3 separate regions of the Mus musculus genome follow, and regions 1 and 3 are each linked to region 2. A link is a contact called in public Hi-C and promoter capture Hi-C data. All regions are on one chromosome and are shown on one strand. Each heading gives the region's core, a stretch centred on a gene start, on an enhancer-like site or on the middle of the called end of the contact. The rest is flanking DNA. Distances are from core to core; before and after follow the strand shown. Region 1 holds the start of Rabgef1 (RAB guanine nucleotide exchange factor (GEF) 1). Region 2 holds the start of Sfswap (splicing factor SWAP). Region 3 holds the start of Kctd7 (potassium channel tetramerisation domain containing 7).

Evidence for each region. Hi-C and Micro-C count contacts between places; a contact is called where the count stands out from the background. Capture Hi-C pulls out chosen DNA fragments and counts their contacts.
Region 1: a contact with region 2 is called in a promoter capture Hi-C map of adipose tissue. The contact joins the promoter of Rabgef1 here to the promoter of Sfswap in region 2. A contact is called at or near these places in 1 of 39 promoter capture datasets (pre-B cells), 3 of 484 Hi-C or Micro-C datasets (CD4 T cells, LSK cells and pre-B cells), 3 of 115 datasets of contacts at active chromatin or transcription factors (extraembryonic endoderm stem cells, memory CD8 T cells and thymic regulatory T cells) and 1 of 9 other capture datasets (adipose tissue).
Region 3: a Hi-C map of natural killer cells shows a contact between it and region 2, with 12 times the contacts expected there. The contact joins the promoter of Kctd7 here to the promoter of Sfswap in region 2. A contact is called at or near these places in 2 of 39 promoter capture datasets (liver and pre-B cells) and 2 of 484 Hi-C or Micro-C datasets (CD4 T cells and natural killer cells).

The regions. Positions count from the first base shown.
Region 1 is chr5:130,170,202-130,173,502 of GRCm38.p6, reverse strand. It overlaps Rabgef1 (RAB guanine nucleotide exchange factor (GEF) 1), which reads right to left and starts at 1,684. Exons shown (of 9, transcript NM_001199059.1): 1 at 1,609-1,684.
Region 2 is chr5:129,499,696-129,503,104 of GRCm38.p6, reverse strand. Sfswap (splicing factor SWAP) reads right to left here and starts at 1,874. Exons shown (of 18, transcript NM_172276.3): 1 at 1,509-1,874. The coding sequence starts at 1,726. Gm40332 (a long non-coding RNA gene) reads left to right here and starts at 1,879. Exons shown (of 3, transcript XR_868547.2): 1 at 1,879-2,003; 2 at 2,551-2,585; 3 at 2,757-2,855.
Region 3 is chr5:130,142,760-130,146,322 of GRCm38.p6, reverse strand. Kctd7 (potassium channel tetramerisation domain containing 7) reads right to left here and starts at 1,440. Exons shown (of 4, transcript NM_172509.4): 1 at 1,097-1,440. The coding sequence starts at 1,240.

The DNA.
Region 1 (3,301 bases), core at 435-2,934, 670 kb before region 2:
GTGAATCCAGCTCCAGGTTCACTAAGAGCCTGTCTCAATGAAAGTCAAGGCTAGTATGACACCAAGGAAAATAGCTAACATTTGCTAACCTCTGGCCTCCACATGCACACACTGTGAACACACATACCAAAAGAAAAGACAGGCAAGGCAGTGGTCCACACCCGCAATCTCACCACTTGAGAGGCCTAGGCAGGCGGAATGCTCCAAGTTCAGAGTCTTGCCTGATCGCCTGATCTACACAGCCAAAGCTGTATTGCGAGACCCTGTCCCCCAAAATAAACACACAAATCAAAATAAATAAATAATCCCCCCAAACAGTAACTCTCAGAGGCTGAATAGAAACTGGGACTGTAGCTCAGTTAAACAGCCCCTATCTAACATGTGTAAACCTTAAAGTCAGTCATCACCAAGTAACAAGCAAGCTTCTTCTCCCCCCAAAACAGTCTATGTAGCCTGGACTGTCCTGGAACTCACTCTGTAGACCAGGCCTGTTCAAACTCATAGAGATCTGTCTCTGCCTCCAGCATTCTGGTATTAAAGGTGTGAGCCACCGCCACCACCGCCCAGTAACAAGCTTGACAAGACCATTTTATTTTAGCCTCTTCTTTCTTTTAACTGCGACTCTGGTGGGCGGGAGGATCGAATATTACTCTGTAGTATAGGCTGGCCTCAAACTCACTACATAGCCCCGTTGACGTCAAAACTCCCAAGACTGTTGTTCCTGACTCAATTTCCAAATACTGGGATGTCAGAAGTGGGTGACTAATTGGGTCTTCCTTTGAAAAGTAATTCTAGGTTTGTAGGTTAAAAGACCCAACAGTTAACTTCCAGGAGGTGGCAGGGGGTGGGGGGACCATAGGGGCTCTTACCACAAAACTAGGTGACGCTGTAAAACTTATGCCAGTGTCACATCTAAACTCCACAGACAGACCGAGCCTACCACATCCAGCAACACATTTCCCAACCACAGAGGTTGGTCATCAGCTCTGAGACACAGCCAGCTGCCAATGACCTAGTCTCCAAGGCGCTTCCCTCTATGGAGCCAACTTCCGCGAAGGGATGGAAGGACATCCCCTTGGCTCTCCCTTCCAGACAGCTCGGAATCAGGGACTGCCTTTATTATTATTTTCCATAAAAGGGTCTTCCTCAGTGGCAGAGGGCTGACCTCAAAACTCGCGGCAATCCTCCTGCCTCAGCTTCAGGACTTCTCATTCAGAGACACCCATAACCTTGGCCTCTAGCACCTGGGACGAGTATTCAAAACCCCGCGCCACAGCAGCCGCACCAGCCCCGGGACCCACGCGGGCTCCGGATGGGACCCGCCCGGCTGCAACCACAACTCCGGACTCGGACAGGATCGGAGCGGCAGCCGACGACCGGGGAGCGTGTCCTCCCGGGAGCCCGAGTCCCGCCGAGCTGGGAAGAACTCGGCCGAGCTGGAGAGGCCGAGAGCAGCAGCAGAGCTCCGGCGGCCTGGCCCTATGCGCCCGCCCGCCCTCCCGGCTGAGAGGCGGAACGGAGCGGCCCCGGTCAGCGCGCGGCCGGACACCGCCGCCGCCGCCCCGCTCCGTGTGGGAACGCGCCTCCGGAGCCCCCGTCCCTCCGAACCTGCTCCGCGGCTCCGCCGGCGTCCGACCGCCGCTCCCAGCGCCCCTTCAGTCACTCGGCTCCCTGCCCCGCCCCTGCCCCCGCACGCCCCGCCCCCGGCACCGCGAGCACGCGCGCGGTGCGTACGCGTGGCGTCATTTCCGTGACGCTTCGGACTTCCGGGGACTGGCTGGCGGCTGGCCGGAAAAGATTGCAACGCTCCGGAGGCTGTCCACCCGAAGGGGCAGTCCCTGAGGGCAGGGGACACCGAGTGACCGTGAGGCCCTCGCTGACGTGTCTGTGACTCGCGAGAAGCCGCGGTTTCCCCTGTCATTCCTCATTCCGTCTACCAGCTTCTGCTTGCATTAGCCTGAGGGCGACAAGGAGCCCCGAGGACAGCCATACACGAAACGGGACATCAAAGTCTGGGACCAGGAGACATCTCCCAGCGCTTAGCGAATGCGGCCGCCAGAAGGAAATACAAACACACCTTTCCCCTAGTGAGCAGTTAGCAGGGAATAGATAGTCAGGAAAAAGATCGAGAGGGAAAAGTTTAGCACATGACTGCCTGTCTGTAAAGATAGATAACGCTCCCACTGGACAGTTGACATGCCACCTCACTAGCTTTTGTTATCTCCCTGGGCCAAGAACCGTCGGGGTGGAGGAGATGAAGTTATAGGATAGGGGAGGAGAGAATTCAGAATGAACCCTACAAATGAGCAACCCAGAGTCCGTGAGACTGGCTCTCAGCTCTGGAAAAAACAAAAAACAAAAACAAAACACTGTTCCCAGCAGAATTTTTTTTTTAACCCCTGTCTCAATAAATGCCTGTTTTCACCTTTTCTGACTCTGCTATTTTGTTTTTCACTCCTGGGCACTCGTCCATAGAAAGAACCTGGTCACCTGGGCAGATGGCCCACAGAAATGAACACTCCTGGCTTGCTCTTTTTAAGAGCAGGACTTGAAACTGATTCAATTTAGGAGAATCTTAAGGAAATTGGTCCAATAGCAACTAGGCTGTGATCCCAGCCTGGCTAGGTGGAGACAGGAAGTTCAGGAGTTCCCATCTCTAGTGTTCTTGGCCTGGGCAAATATAAGGAAGGTTGTGGGGTATAGCTTTATAATGAGAGCACATGATGATGCAGGAGTTGTGAGAATAAAAGGATCTTTCATGACCCAGCTGTGCTTGGCACAAGGCTGTAGGGTGCCAGACAGGGTCAGGTTGGCCTAGGGAAGTGGCTCCAAGTTGGATGTTTAAGGTCTATGAAGATTAAAGAAAGACACAGACAAATGAGGTGAAAGCGAGTTTTATGAAAGAGGATTACAAGTAAAGAGGGCCAGAGAGATGTTTCAGTGTGTAAAAGGTTTCCCATTCAGGCTTGACAACCTAAATCCAAATCCTGGAACTGACCTGACAAAAAAAAGAAGGAGGGGATGGAGAGATGACTCAGTGGTTAAGAACGGTGGTTGCTCTTTCAGAGGAGCTGGGTTCGATTCCCAGCACCCACATGGCAGCTCACAACTGTCTGCAACTCCAGTTGCAGAGGATCCAATACCCTCACACAGACACACATGCAGTCAAAATACCAATGTACGTAAAATAAATAAATGGTTTCAACAAAAAGTAGAAGGAGAGACCCAACTAACAAAGATGCCCACTCACCTCCATGTAAGTATCATGGCATCCACACACAATAATCATAATGTAAGGAAA
Region 2 (3,409 bases), core at 625-3,124:
TGTGATGGAGACCAAATTAAGGAAGGAAAACATACACCACAGGAAAAAGGCCAAAATTTCCTGGGAACCCCAACGGTTTCATTTTATTATCAAAATCTGCTTAACTTTGATGTAAACCTCCTTAACTTACAAATGTATTATTTTCAAATATTACACATATACATGTGTGGTGTTTGCTCCCCACCGGTTTTGGGAGGTCTAACTCATATCATGCACAGAATGATATGGAAACTGCATACGGAGTAGAGGTTTCAGCATTTGCCCAACTTTTGACAGTACACATCCCCACGAGTGCCTGGGAAGCAGCATCACTGGCTATCAACCGAGCGAGGTTCAAAGGCATAGCACCTTCCAGCAGAGTGGACCATCAGATCCAGAGCCGATCTGATAGGCAACACTCCCTTCACAAGTCCTTTCTTCCTAGATCTCTCCCCAAATGGAGACGTAAGGGATCGGAAAGGCCTACTGGTCATTAACCGTGTCCGTTCTGGCCAGCTCACAGGTAATCCCTACAGTCATGCAAGTTCCAAGTCTTTGCAGCATCCAGTTTTACTTGTCTCAAACGATGGGTTTACTTCACTTGGAGAAAACCACGCCACAGCTTAATGGTTGCTCACAGTTAGTCCTGGGCCCAGAAGCAATATCGCCCAACGGAAGGACAAATACCCAAACCCGGGATGGTGGAGAAAGAAAGAGAGATGGAAAAAATGAGGAGAGAGGTGGGGAGCAAAACACCCAATCATGTAATGCCATCCTTTTCAAATCAAACACCATCAGAAATTCACGTTCCCACCCCTTTACCCTCAACTCCAGGCACCCTTCAGTGGGTGTGATTTGAAAAGAACCAACACAAAGGTATAAACCCAGCTCCACCCTTCGGCTTTAGAAAACAGTGAAACCAGCTCTAAGAACGCTACCCCCTAAGAGCAAGGTCCGCACGGGTCGACCGGCTTCCAACAAGACAGCAACTTCACCCACTACCGCGGTTGGGCAAATGGTCGCAATAACCGCGGGGAAGGGCTCGCCCGGACGCCAAAAGTCAAGCCGGCCAGAGACGGTTCAGGCTACCTCACGGGGTTGGGGGGTCCAAAAGAAGCTTCTACCCACGGGCCTCGGCGTGCGGCGCTTCGGAGGAACAAAAGCGCACTCCCGGACTCCCTCCCCGCACAGCCAGCGGAGGGACAGCGGCACCCGCCCCACGGCGCGGGCGGGCGGGCCCCGGACAGCTTCCACCCGCGCTGAGTCGCCAGCGGCAGCCCGGGCTCGAGGGGTTGTGGGAGCAGAGTCGATCCCTCCGGCGACGGGGAGGCGCCAGCTCTGGCCGGAGCCTTAGGGCCGGTTTCACCGTCCCCTCCCCCCGGACGCCGGGGAACGTGGGGGGCAGGGAGGCCCCCCGAGTCCCCGGGCTCCGCAAAACCCCCTTTTTCGGTCCCGGCCATCAAGTCAACATCAGGCGAAATCAAGCGGGCGAGGGAGGGGAGGGTCGACGGGTGGGGGGAGGAACCGACCTGTCGATGAGGATCTTGGGGTCCCCCATCCAGGGGATGAGGTGCTGTCCCTGTTCCTGGGCCAAAGCCCGCTCGTCGTCGCGGAACAACTTGCAGGCATAGCCGAAAACCAGAAGCTCCACCCGGTTGCCCCCAGTGCCGGTGCCGCCCGGCCCGGCCTCCTCCTTCACTCCGCCTTTCCTCTCCGGCTTGGCACGGCCCCCGCCGGCACCGTACATGACAGCGTCCCCGACGTCCGGGACGGTCTGCTGCTGGGCCGAACAACGTCCCCGATGCCTCGCCTGGCCTACCCACTCAGTCACAGGCGCCGCATCCTCTTCGCAACTTCAACACAGCCGCCATAGCGAGCCACAAAATGGAGGAGACGCAACTTCCGGTAGGAAACCCGCTCTTTCCGGAGGTGAGAGTGGTAGATTCGCCACGTCCGCAAGCTGTTTGAGCCGCTAAAAAATTAAGTAGATGTTAGTTTTCGTTGTCCAACTTGATCTTGCGATGGTAAGTTGTGTTTATGGAAAGAAATTTATTTCTGCCATTTTTTGGAGGCCTCCTAGGATGTGACGAAAGCGCGGTTGGTGGCCGCGCGCCAACTTCTACTGTCGTTGGAGGGCGGCCGCCAGGTGTGGAGACAAGTGGGGATCTTGTTGGGAACGCGTCTTTGCCGTCCTAGTGAGACAGTTTGCTCCTTTCTAACAGCCCGATTTTTAGATCACTAGGAAGCCTAGCCCTGGCCGCCTGACTGAGGGCGTTTCCAGGACTTGTGAGCCCTAAATATTCGGAGTGGCGGGCTTTCAGTGGCTACGGGCTTCAGTGGCGGAGAAAGACTCCAGCTAGGAGACAGCGCTACGGGTTGTTTCCTTCTGGGGAGCAGATTCTTTCCCTTTCCCTTTTTAAAATACAGGATGTCACTGTGATCCAAATTAGACTCGAACTCTGACTGTCCTAGCTCAGTTAAGATGCTAGTATTATCGACGTGAGGTCTGCAGGGCTGCAGTTTTTTCTGGTGTCTGACCCAGATGCTTGATTTTCTTTTTCCCCCTTTCAGTTCTGAACATGGACCCAGGGCCTCACCATTGCTAGGTAAAACACTATCATTGAGTTATATCATTGCTAGGTAAAACACTATCATTGAGTTATATCTGCAGCCCTTTTTGTTTTAGTTTCAAGATAGGGTCTTGCTTAGTGCCCCGGGGTGACATTTAACTTTAATTTTTTTTTTAATTTTTACTTATTTTGTGTGTATATGTGTAGGCGACTCGAGTTAGATCAAGTCCGACTGGATGGAAGGAGAGAAGAACTTCTCAGCCACGGACACCCCCCTCCCTCCCCAAATAACTTAGGTTTTTAAAAAGTGGATAGTGATTTAGAAAAACAACTGATGTTGACCTCTGGCCTCCATATGCATTTGTGTACACACGTGCACACACACATACAGACATGTACATAGTACACCAGAACGAATACTAAGTAAAATAGTTATGATGTGGAGAAGGTTGCTTTGCAGAAATGTTTGTGTCTACTTTTGAAACAGTTGGGAAAAAAAAAAAAGAAACGGTTGGAATTTTTGTCTTAACCTCAAGCCAAAATTCATTTAATGATTTTTTTTTAATGTAAAGTAACTCAGCGCACACACACACACACCAGCAGAGATGTCTCAGTTGATAAGTGCTTGCCTTACGCACATGAGCACCTGAGTTTGATTGCCAGAACCCATGCAAAAAGTACTGGGTGTGATGGCGATTGCTTATAATCCTTGTGCTCTAGAAGTAGAGACAGGTTGAGGTGTTGGGTTCCATGGCCATCTAACCTGCTTTACTTGGTGAGTTCTAGGCCAGTGAAAGGCCCTATATTACACTAGATGTACTTGAGATGGCACTTGAGAAATGACATCCAGTGTTGTTCTC
Region 3 (3,563 bases), core at 191-2,690, 640 kb before region 2:
AATGTACTTCTTTGCTCCATATGCGAAACAAAAAAAGTCAGGGAAAAGAGTCCTAGAACTCACAGGGAGGGATGTGACTCACAGGAGGCCGGGACTGGACAGCTGGCCTACAGTCTGTGGGATTGTGTGTCCTGTCACTCAAACCACAACTTCTGCCCAATGACAGTGCACAAAAAAAAGTGTCACCGCCGTGTTGGCCCTTTTCCCTGACTGCAGAGTTATGTCTAGAATTTTGCTTATGTTCACAAGTTTCCCACGATGCTGGCAATTCGGGGATTCTAACCCTACCACAATACTGTCAGCTGCCGGAGAGCCTCACTCAAGCCAGCCCCCTCAGATTGTCGAGTCTCCACATCTGTATCCATCTTCCTATCCATCTCTACATCTGTATTCATCTTCCTATCCATCTCCAGGGTCAGTTCAGGTGCAAAGTGTCACACACAGGAAGGGCTACTAACGAAGCCACTCCATAGCACAATACAGCAACTGATAAATGAAGCCCCTAATCCCTCCATCATCTCTGCTCTGAGTTCAACTCACCATTGCCCTCCTATTTCCCGAATTTATCTCCTGCATGTCCTTGCTCTCGCTGCTTTCTTGACCCCAAATCCTCTACCGTTCACTCTTGTCCATCTAGCAAATAAAATTACCCCATGTGGTAATGGAGATTGTTCACTGCATAACGGCACCTGGATGAGAATTGGTCCACTCAGGTGTGTCCTTTTCTTAAATCATACCAAGGCACCAGATAGGTTAACTGCAGGTAGTTTCTAATGCCACTCCCCCGGCAGCTGGAGGATACACCTGGATAACCCAGGTCCTCCTTTGGATTGTATGGAACATGCTATGTGTTGAGTCCTCGTCTAGTTGATAAAGGTGACATGAAATACAGGAATGGAACTGACATCTGGTAGTACGGGAAGAAGGGACTTGGAGTGCAGGTGACTCGGGGCAGGGAGGATACACCTAGTGTAGGAGTGGCATCAGGGGTGGATAGCTCCTTGGGAGGCTCTCCGCCCAAGGTCAGCTCTGCAAGCACCAGTCTCTCCCTCGCTTCCCATCAGCCCTCCCTTCCCCCATCGCTCGATCCAGGTACCTCCTGGGGCAGCAGGGGCAGCCCGTGCCCCGCTTGCGTGGCCGTAGGAGTGGCCGGCTCCAGGAAGTCGTCTTCGGCTTCGGAGCTGGACATGGCACCGTCCGAGTGACGGCTGTCTGGCTCCCGCCCGGTGACTACCACCATCCCTCTGGCTCTGGGCGGTGGGCGCGGCTTCGGGTAGGCGGGTGGGCGGAGGCCTGAAGAACTAAAGCCAAGCAGTGCCTGACATGACGAGATGGGCCGCCGGCGGGCGCTAGACGCCGAGGACCTGCAAGCAGTTAGGATGTCCTGTGCTGCCCTCCAACAGTCTAACGACCAACGCGCCTACAGTTAGTCGCTGGTCTGACCTGGCTGCCTCCAGCCATTGGCCGAATCTTCGCTGGCTCCGCCCTGATTGTCAGGAGGTTCGCCCAATCACAGAACAAACAATTCGGCCTTAAGCCGTAGTGGCTACAGGCCTACCCAATTCTGATTGGCTCTTGGCTGACAAGCGCGAGCGACGCCTGTCTGCTCCAGGGTTTGGCCGAGGGGAGGTGATCGCCCACTGACGACCTCGATCAGCAACCACCGCGTGGACCCTGCGCTGCAAATCGGAACCAGGCGCTTCTTGCTATTGGCCGAGGTTTCATGAACTCCTGCTATGATTGGCAAGAGCATTGTCCAATTATAGGGTAAACACGTCTGGTTGGGTTTGTTCCATTCTGATTGGCTATCTAACTAACGGGAGCGCTACCTCCCTTGGTCCAGGCCACTTATCTAGGGAAGCGGCTCTCTGCGCATAGCAACCACAGCGCAGGTAGCATCTCTGGCCTCACCCGGTCGCCTCCTACTACTGGCAGTGTCCGATTAGCTCCGCTATGACGGTTAAAGGTCTGATCCAACCATCGAGGTCTCAAACTAGAGTGACAACTGACAACGGCTTGCCGATCAGTCCCATTCTTATAGGCCACCTAAAGGGCACGCGTTCTGCACTTCCGACGTTCAACGACAGCGCTGGTCCCCCGGCGCGGTTCCCGAAAGGACAGACCACCCAATTGCTCCTGCTATTGGCTGTGTCCTCGCTGGCCTCCGCCCCTGATTGGCAGGAAGCCCGCTCATAGGGGCAGCACCGTGGTCCTGCTTTCATTGGCTTTCTGACTAGCAGGCGCGAAGCTCCAGGCCACTCCACTTTATCATCCCGGTCCATGTGTCCTGGGAAAGGGCCCAGGACTGGCTGGTTTGTCTCCATAGCAGCGGGCCAGTGAAAAAAGGCCTAAGCAGGCTGTCCTTGAGGATGTGTTGTGGAGGGCTGAGGGCACCTGCTGTGTAATAGAAATTGAGCACTGCAACACCAATGGCTGGCAAGGACATGGCTGCTGTGCTAGCGCTTTTTCCGTGGACTCACACAGGAAGGAAAACCTTGGTTGCAAATACCTTTAATTGCAGCGACTTGAGAGGTTAGAAGGATTTCTGAGAATTCAACTCTTGTCTCTAGTATAATAAATAATAATAATAAATAATAACGGAACTGAGTATGGTGACTCACGCTGCAATATCAGTACTTGGAAGTCAAGGCCAGCTTCAGCTTCATAACATTGTGAGTCCAAATTGGGTTACATGAGACTGCTAAAAACAAACGCTAAAAATGAAAAAAATTAAATAACCACAGATGAGAAAAGAGAAAACCCCACTCCCAAACAGGGCTCCTCTTCTCCATCTGACCTGCCCACACATGCGTACGCGCAAAGCTGTGGCTTTATCAGATGCCTCCTATTTGTTTAAATTAGCCATTCAAAAATAAGTGGATGGAGAGTACACCACCAAAAGGCTCAAGCCCTCCTTTTGAACTGGATTTCTGAATATCTTCTCCCCTGGCAGGGAATCTGTGTTTTGCTGTATGTGACTTCAATAAAGCTTGGCTGACTGCCGAGTCCTCGCCTTTCCTGCTTGGTCATTCTTTCAACTGGACAGAGAAAAAGAAGCCATACCCGCAATTCTAGATGACCCTCTCCATGATAACGTCATCACCTCTGCACCAGGACACAGACAGAAACAGGCACTCCCAGAAGGCTCTTCCCAGCTAGTCAGATGACCCATTTGATGCAGCACGTCTCAGTCACGCATCGACTGTGTGACCTCTGTTGGGGGAGGTTCCTTCAGAAGAAGCCCCGCATCTTTCCACAGCTCCAATAGGCTTTTGTTACCTGTCCCAATAAACCACTTAAAAGAGAAAATCAGAGATTTAATCAACATGGCCCACACTGCGAAGAGGAAATGGTCATGCCAATTATCAGATGAACTTTAGGCTTAAGTAGATGACAGATTGAGGCAGAGGCTATGCACTAGTCAAGATGTGGGTTGTCTTGGTTTTGATTCTGTAAGTTGGTCCAAAGAAATCCTTTCAAGCTGATTAGGATAATTCCTACTCCAGGTGCGGCCTCAGTATCACAGATAATTTTTCCTATGGAGTGGTGGGTGGGTGTCTATT